Linked DNA regions of Mus musculus: region 1 is linked to region 2. The links are chromatin contacts, called in public HiChIP or PLAC-seq maps. All regions are on one chromosome and are shown on one strand. Each heading gives the region's core, a stretch centred on a gene start, on an enhancer-like site or on the middle of the called end of the contact. The rest is flanking DNA. Distances are from core to core; before and after follow the strand shown.

Evidence for each region. HiChIP or PLAC-seq counts read pairs in DNA pulled down with a chosen protein or histone mark.
Region 1: a FOXA1 HiChIP or PLAC-seq map of pancreatic cancer cells shows a contact between it and region 2. The contact joins the promoter of Sgms2 here to the promoter of Cfi in region 2. A contact is called at or near these places in 1 of 39 promoter capture datasets (liver) and 2 of 115 datasets of contacts at active chromatin or transcription factors (astrocytes and pancreatic cancer cells).

What each region holds. Positions count from the first base shown.
Region 1 is chr3:131,487,243-131,491,621 of GRCm38.p6, forward strand. It overlaps Sgms2 (sphingomyelin synthase 2), which reads right to left and starts at 2,988. Exons shown (of 6, transcript NM_001379585.1): 1 at 2,848-2,988. It overlaps Gm36753 (a long non-coding RNA gene), which reads left to right and starts at 3,274. Exons shown (of 5, transcript XR_003954556.1): 1 at 3,274-3,804; 2 at 4,323-4,379.
Region 2 is chr3:129,835,322-129,839,900 of GRCm38.p6, forward strand. It overlaps Cfi (complement component factor i), which reads left to right and starts at 1,418. Exons shown (of 14, transcript NM_007686.3): 1 at 1,418-1,545. The coding sequence starts at 1,489.

The DNA of each region.
Region 1 (4,379 bases), core at 1,738-4,237, 1.7 Mb after region 2:
CTCTTCAGACCCCCATGGCCCCGCATGCCCACCGTACACAATCGTCCTGTCAAGCAGATCACCCATACACAAAAGAGCGAGGGCCACCCTCGAGAGGTTGTACTGCGACTAGCTATAGGAAGCGGGTCGCACCACCCAGAGCAATCTCAATACATGCTAGCTCCAGCTCTTACACGCACAGATGTGCGAAAACCAGGAAGGTATAATGGTTATGTGATTGCTACGGTGAAAACAGATTTCTTCTGCCCATTTTCCTACATACTTCTTCACATTACGAGAGTCACACACAATGGTAATCCTGATAGAGCTCCACCTTAGCTCTTTGTTAATAGGAAATAAATCTTTGTTGAGGTAAACACACCGTTCATATCTCATTTCAATGAATCTTTTTTACATTATTTAAACTAGTCAAGAGTCTTTACTAGGTAAAGCAAGATGTCCTCCTAGCCTCACAGGAACGTAGGAGCTCCAACGGAAGAACCATCGGACAGACAGCCACTAATCGGACAGACGGCCACTAGAGAGGTAGCCCAGTCATGGCTTGCCTCCTCACGGGTCCCAGCCCTCTTGCTCTTGGACCCCATAATACTTGGATTTACTTCTACTGGACTGTAAGTCACAAGGGCAGCGACAGCATCTCCTTTACCTCAGCATTGTTATACAATAGTGGCTTAATAAATGTTCAGCAAATATGTGAGTTGAACGACTACCTGATACTCATAGTTCATGACTTGATTCCACCAGAAGATAAAGGAAAGCTATGCTATCTTTAGTCTAGAATTCTTAGGAATTGTTGGTGGCGGGGGGCGGGGGCCAGGAAGCAGGGCATGGTAGTGCATATCTGCAGTCCCAGCATTGGGGAAACTGAGGCAGGAGGATCTCAAGTTCAAGTAGCCCTACACAGGAAGATTGACCTTCCTGGCTCTCTCTTCCCTCCCTCTCTTTTCCTCAAAATATAGCCTCAACATATCACTTTTTAAAAAAAGGCCATAATCTGTATTTCATTGTTTTAGCAAACAAAAGATAACTTCTCTTTCTCTGTATATTTTGTTTAAAGTTGCACGGACGCCGGGTGTGGTGGCGCACGCCTTTAATCCCAGCACTCGGGAAGCAGAGGCAGGTGGATTTCTGAGTTTGAGGCCAGCCTGGTCTACAAAGTGAGTTCCAGGACAGCCAGGGCTACACAGAGAAGCACTGTCTCGAAAAACAAAACAAAACAAAACAACAACAAAAAAATTGCACGGACAGGAGAGCTAACGCAGGACTTGGTTATTACCTTGGGTCCCCTACATCCCCACAGCCACTGCCTGCTCTCCACACTACCACCGCTGTAGATATGAGACCACGTGCTTCTGGTCCTTCCTAATACCTCCTAGGACTTTCACCAAGCTCTGGGAAAAAGAAACTCGGGGTGAACAACCTAGAGGTGTTGCTGAGTTTTTCTAAAGGTTCAGAAGTCAACCAGTTTGACTTACAAATGAAACGAACAGTAAATTAAATATTAACTTGCTTTTAAAAAACAACTCCTTTACTTAGGAGATCGCTATGAAACACGACTCTATCAGTGGACCAAGGAATATGGTCTATAAAAACAAAAACAAAAATGAACTTTGCTTGCTTCTAGGAAAGGAGAGGAGAGGAGAGGAGAGGAGAGGAGAGGAGAGGAGAGGAGAGGAGAGGAGAGGAGAGGAGAGGAGAGGAGAGGAAGAAATGGTAAAGAGTTCGCTACAAATACCTTCTGCAGAGTCCAGGCCTCTCATTCTCTGTGTGTCCAGCTGCTTTGATGTCTCTTAAACATTTAGTAGCTCCCAGGACAGAGGGTGGGGACAAAACCTTCTTAGGTATCCACCTGCAACGTTTAACTTCCTGGAAACCTCCCTTCCCACTCTAAGGGAGTAGACAACAATATTTCACGTGCTAACCTGGGCCCGCCAGATCTGTCAGAAGGAAGCTGGCATTTACCTAAGCCAACTGGAACTTGCTATTATTTACAGGTCAAGAGTTAAAATTTATTGAAGTTTGCTTTGATGAAAGAGGTTTACGTTCAGACTTTTGTACTTTCCAGCCTTAATTACTAACCTCATTAATCCTTACTTAATCGTTGCTATTGTCTAAGGTAGTCCTAATGCCATTTTTACCTGTTCGGGATGGTTAACATAACCGAGGTGAAACCAAAGAACTGAACAGTTAAAGGATTCAAAGTTCACGCGAACACACTGACAAAAAGAGTTGAGCCTCTTCAGTATTTCAAACACATGTCAAAATAATTTAAGGTCATTTTAGAAATAAGCAAGTCTTGGAAATAGAGGAACGGCGGATTAATAAAAGATTACAGGATATAGCATTTGAACTATTTGCTTCTGAGACAGAACGATCACCGGACCCACAGATTGTGACGGGGTAAGGTCCACTCCCACCTCTCTGTGCTGACAAATCGAATCTCCCTTCCTTAAGGGGCGCGGGTCTGAACGCCAAAGGTCCTGTTGGGCAGCCTGGAGCTGGTCTTGTGCACAGCTTGTCAGCGTGTGGCAGCCTCTCCTCCACCACTCGAACTTCAACCCTGACCCCCCAGAGCGGCACTGCACAATCTACGGTTTAACCTGTGCCATTTCAACACCATCACCAAGTATCCGAAAATGGGTCGCAAATGAATGAGCAGCAGGCTGGGAGGAGAGACAGCCACCAGCTGACCCCCAGCAGATGAAAACTGAGCAAGGATGCCCGGGGCGGGGCGGCCTGTGGGGAGGCGGTGGCGACCAGAGCCACGTCCCCCACTGGAGCCACGTCCCCGCGCGCTCCGCAGGACGCGCAGCCCGCAGCCCATCCTCCTCCCGGCCCGGCGCTCACCGCTCGCAGCCGGTGCTCGCACGCCGGGGGCGCTCGCTGGGCGCAGAGGACCCGGGGGACCGGGCCCGAGAGCTGCAAACTTTGCGCGGGTCTCGCCCGCATAGGTAGCCGCTCCGCCCCAGGCCGCAGTCCGGGCGCCGCAGCGGGCCGGGCTCCGGGCGGCTCCGGCGGCGCCGAGGGCGGGGTCTCCGGCCGGCGGAGCCCGGGGCAGCGCGCAGCTCTGTTTACCGCGGGCCCGCCCTCCTCCCCAGCCCGCGCCCTGACATCATTCATTCTCGCACTCTCGCCAGCCCTCTCCTGCTCCCAGCCGTGACTCACCCCGGGCCCGAGGCTCCCGCGGGCTCCCGCGACTCCCGGCGACCGAGTCTCTCCGGACGCCTAGCCGAGCTCGAAAAACCGGTGCGACTTCTTCGGGGAGGCGATCCCAGCTGGCCGACCGACCCTCCCTCCCCTCTGCGGCCCTACAAGATGCGGCGAAGGAGGGGCTTGGCAGGCAGCACGAGGTGGCTCCCGGCCGCAGGCTGAGCGCAGAGCCGGGCAGACCTCCCTGAACGCGGGCGGGGATCAATCTGGGAAAGTTCTCTAGGTGCCGCTCCCAGCAACTTTCAGGGGTGGGGCAGGGAAGGGATAAGCCACCTCCGCACCTCCTCGGGTTTCGGAAACTGCTTCCTAATAACGACGTGTGCGGGCCAGGGGCACCCGCTGACTCAAGGGGTGGTGCCCCGCCTAGGTCGAGGGGGTAGGTTTCCAAACATCACAAGACCGCTTGGCGAGGTTAGTCACCACGGGCCTGGTGGCACCTCTAGGTGAGCTGGAAGGGTGCTTGTTCCCGGTTAGTGAGACTAATGATGCTACCCACCTTGTCATTTGCTCCGTTAGGTGAATTGCGTCCTGGCAAGGATGAGAAACCGGAACCAGAATGACTCTGAAAGAGTGACTCTCCACTTAAATGAACCTGTGCGTTTCTGTTGCCTTGGGGCACAAGTGTCCATATGTGTGTGTGCCCCCCAACCCCCATCCCCGGCCCCGGCTGATCTTACCAATTAGGTTGCAGGAAGGGTTGCTTCTGTCTAAAAATGGCCAAGGATCAGCATTTCTTTGGAGTCGTTTCCACACCTTGTAGCAGTTTTCAGTCAACCACGGTCGTTTTGGAGGGTGTCACTAGGCATCCAGGCAGCTGGCTAAACCTCCAATGAGTTTAATTGATAGAAATGCTTTTTATTGCATTGCCTACTTCCCTTCTGGTTTTAAGTTTGAACGTGTAGGATTGTACAGACTGTCCTATGGGAGTTAACATAATCCACAAAAACAACAATAAGCATTTCTGGTGTTTTGTGTGGGTATCATTTGTGTCAATAATCATTAAACCCAATGGCAGCAAAATAGAACTTTGGAGGGGAGGTGCCAAGGTGGCAGGTCACAGATGATGTCACAATCCAGAAGTTTAAGTTAACCTCTCCTGCAATTAACCACAGGTTAGACTTCATTGTGGGGAGCGCACTTGTTTTCAAGTTACAGAAAGGTAGGAACCC
Region 2 (4,579 bases), core at 168-2,667:
CAGGGGTACACTAAGAATGCTCTTGAGCCGGGAGTGGTGTGGCACACATCTGTAATTTTAGTATTCAGGAGACAGAGCAAAGAGGATCCCTGTAGTTTGAGGACATCCTGGTCTGCACAGGAAGGGTCAGGCCAGCCCTGGCTACATTATGAGACTGGCACTCTGCCTCAAAATAATAGTATCAACAACATCCCATTAACAAAGGAAAACTTAAGCCGTTTCCTGGTGCATGCTGGTCTCTTTGTGTCTAGACACCAGGAAGAAAGCCAAAGGCTCTGATAACTCAGGGGGAACCGGAGCTCCTGTAATCACAGTGGGGGTTGAAGGGAGTATGTGTGTGATCACATGACTGGTTGAGTGACTGTGTTGACAGTAAAGAAATAGAAACAGCAACTTTGAGCTGAGAATGGAAGGCAGGACTTCGGCTCATGCCTGGAAGACACTGTGGGGTTGGTTATACCATCAGAAAAGCCACTGAAGCCACAGAGGTCAAGCTCAGAGGGAAGGCGTTAGGGAATTAATGAAGAAGAGACCGTAGCCAAACATCAACTGTGGCCTCACCATGAACGGCAATGTCTGAGTTAGGGAGGTTTCCCCTAATAACTCCCTCTTGGGAGTTTTCTCTCAGGAAGAAGAGACCTGGGGGAAATTTGGAAGAACTACTTTTGTAGTTCAAACTGTGAACCGAAGACACTGGTGAGTCTTCCAGACACATCCTGTATGAACGATCTTGCCAGCCGTCTGTGAGGAATGCCAGAAAACACCAGATAACAGGCGCTCCTCCGTGTTCGTGTCAGCTACAGAGACCTTGTCTACCTAAGGGCAGCGCCTCTCTGACTGAACAAGGTGTGGTGTAATAGCCCAGCCTTCCTCTGAGGCAAGGACCTGACCAATCACATTCTCCAGAGCGCCCCACAGGCAGGCTTTGTTGAATTCACGTAGAGATCCTATTTCTCTGCTCTGCTCTCCCTGGTTTCTCTCTTTTTTTCTATGGGCACTGATGCCTGACAGGAGTCTTGCCCCTAGAGGACTCAGACCGGCAGTGTTTCAGCTGCCCTCAATCTTAAGCCAACGAGTGTAATTTTATTTACCAAATGACACAAAAGTGGAGGTGGGGGGGGGGAATCCCTTCCATGGTACTTTCTGTGTTCCTTGGAAAACAGATTCGAACTGGGGCATTGTCTGGGCCAATATGGAGCAATCTGCCTCCTCTGGTGTGAACACTTTCTATTGGTGGCCTGCCTCAGGAATTTACTGGGAAGGCTTTGGTTTGGTTTTTTTTTTTTTTTTTTTTTTTTTTTTTTTTTTTTTTCAGTTCCGATAAAGCTCTGGCTATTAGCCAAATCCTCTAACAGTTCAAAAGTACAAAGCTCTTTAGGAGGCTTTTCCTTTTTAAATATTTTTTCAGGGGTTAAATATTAAATGGCAGGAGCGTAGCTGGAATGGACAAGGGTCTTCCGTGGAGACTTGGCCCCGCACTCCTCCGGCATGAAGCTCGCTCATCTCAGTCTCTTTCTCTTGGCTCTCCACTTGAGTTCTTCCAGGGTGAGTGATGAGATTTTTATGGGAAGTCTTTTTATGAGACATTTTTAAAGTCTATAAAAATATAGGAAATTTCTCAAAAGACACTTTATAGACGTACATATTACCTCAGGTCAGTTGTTAAGAATGCAGATATACAGTAGCAGATCGTTCGTATTAATAGCCTGGTAAAAGGAACTTAAGGGAATACTTTTTTGATATGCTTGTACGTGTGCATCCACATTGAGTTGAACAAGAACTTGGTTGGTTCCTTGCTATAATTTCCTGTTCTATTAAAACAGTAAGTCGTCATGCTTTTCTGCATGTGACCTACAGTGATAGGGAAATGATAAGACAGTTCTTCCTCCCGTATCCCTTTTAAGGAAAGTGTAGAAAGATGATTAAATAGGTCAGAGGGAGAATAACACGCAAGATGTAAATTACATTTGAAAATGCAAAACAAGGGAGATATTCTAGGATCATAAAGATCTTATTTAATTGCAGTGGTCTAACAGTCTGCTGAACCCAGTATACACTGAAAGTATTGTTAAGTGGGAAATGGAGTAGTGTAACTGACCGTCACAGTGTAGCCTACTCCCAGTTAATCATGCTCAAATAACTCAGTAAAATCACTCAATAAAGGCCCATTTTTAATGAAGTTATGAATTATAATTATATAATGTGGAGTTTGCTGAATATTGTTCTGAGTACTGGGCATTTTGTATCCATATCAGGGCATCAAAACACGTTGTCTGGGGTGTCTCTCGGCAAGATGACATGGCTCACCTGATGAGCATGTGGCTGACGGGGAGTTGTGTCCCTGCTTTCAACAGGAGGCCGTCACATATCACTCGTCCAAGAAAGATCAAGATCTGTAGTATAGTTTTCCCCTAAATATTTATCATTTAAATACTAGTGTAAAAAAGGGGGGGTTGTAAAATCTTTCTATACAGATACTTGCAAAAATGGTAAAAATACCAGATGGCAAATAACTTCAGGGAGAGATCACCTGGAAGCGGCTACAGAACAAGTGAGATTAGCACTGGGCCATGATTCCGGGTTTGAGTTGATATTTGGTGAGAATGATCCGTTGCACCCCTTTCGGGCAGACAGAGAAGCAGGTATTTTAAGTACGACTAGTCCCCCAGGTAAATAAATCTGTTCCATTAGAGTGATCCATATACACCTTTGTTATGCGATATGCTGGTCACAGAAACAGCAGATTGCAAGAGAGAGCTTGTTCACACTTCAGCCAACTGGAGACAGGAGAATTAGTCTTTGCTAATTCTGAGAAAGGCTCTGGTCTAGTCACAGCTGAGGATCACAGCAGGTGATTGGAGGTTAGGAAACTCTTGGTCTGTGCATACATAATCGACCACTTCCCACAGCTACCATGGTAACCCACGCGGCAGAGGCCGAAATACAGCCAATAACTAAAAGTAGGTGGGGCTTAAATCTGGAGTGGCTTGGGGTTTGTAGTTGTCTCCTAGATTCTCCTAGGGGTTGGGCCTCCTGCCTCCCGCTGCCCTTGCCCTTTCTCATCTCTCATTGCTTAGAGATTCGGGGGGGGGGGGGGGGGGAAGGACTGACTTTGAGCTACCAGACCAGGGTGTAGACTTGAGTTAGAGGGGTGAAACTACTCAGAACTATTTGGAAGTATTTGAAACATGGAATCCACTTGGTACTATTCGGATAGTGAGTTAGTATTAGAAGACCATCCCCATTGACTAAGCAATAGGATCACATCCAGTTGATCATCCAACGGATGATCACATCCATTATTCATTCATCATGTACTTAGCTTTGGTAGACTATTCTGAACAGTGAGCTGAGATCAATCAGGAATTCACTCCCTCATTCAGAGAAATCAATACCTAGAGTTTGAAGCCAATCAAAGCTTGGGTGATTTCAGCCCTAGTGTATTCCAAAGCATGGTTTCCTTTTTCTGTAATGTTCCTATGGATGGGATGTGGTAGAGTCATATCTTTTGCAAGATAAATTTAACTCATATGTCTTGGCTCAGTGGCTTGACAGCCTTCAGTCCCACCAAAGAACTTGCCATTGGGGGCACTTCATAAGTCTAGTCCGGGGATAATGGAGCTGATCGAGATGCTTGCTTTTCCTAAATGTCATAAAGATCCTGGCTGTAGGCAGACATTGTCCAGGAGACCATCTGGAGGAAACATCAGCTGCTAGAAGCAGCTTTACTGTATGGTAGTGAGACTGGTTCTCGGTGACTGTGCATGCCCGACAGTGTCTGTCACTTTCAAGTCCCCTCCAAGTCTCCCATTTCATACGGGCTCAGTTGGACCATCTGTGTGGGCCCCCTCTGCAAGCAAGACAACTGTCAAGACCTGGGCCTGAGTCAAAGTGGCTTCCAGACAAACCGAAGTGTTTTTAAGAGTATCTCTTCTTCATTATGGAAAACAATGTCGAAGTTAATCAACTTATAAGGAGAAAAGTTTTATTTTGGATCAAAGTGTTGGGTATCTTAGTCCCTCATTGCCAGGAACTGCTGTTTTGGGCCTGTGATTACACAGTGCATCGCGGCAGGACTGTGTGGGAGAGGAGACCCGTTCACTTCATGAAGACCAGACAAGGAAACGACAGGAATCGACAGCACTTCTGACATTTCTGAAAGTATTAACTTGTTTCCTGTGACATCACTTCCTCTTACTAGGCCCCATTTAAAAGGTTCCTGTCACACTATAAGCTGGGAACCAAGGCTTCAACAAATGGACCTTTAGATCCAAATGGAGAATATGACTCCTCTTTTACCTGGCCAGTGGGTTGAGGTCACCAAGGAGTATGTATGTAACTCCTGATGAAAGCCTGAGCCACAATGCACCTCAACTTGATTTTTGCCATGAAGGTTCCTCCACTGCCACTTTGACATAGCCTGAACTTCAGTAAGGTTTTAACAGTTCCGGAAACCCTTTCAGATTCACAGAATAAAGGTTTACCCAACCACAGCGTCCACAAATACTACCAAGTATATAAAAAAAAACCTCCAGTAGTTAAGTCAGTCTGCCTAAAATTTGCCAATATTCTCCAGCTC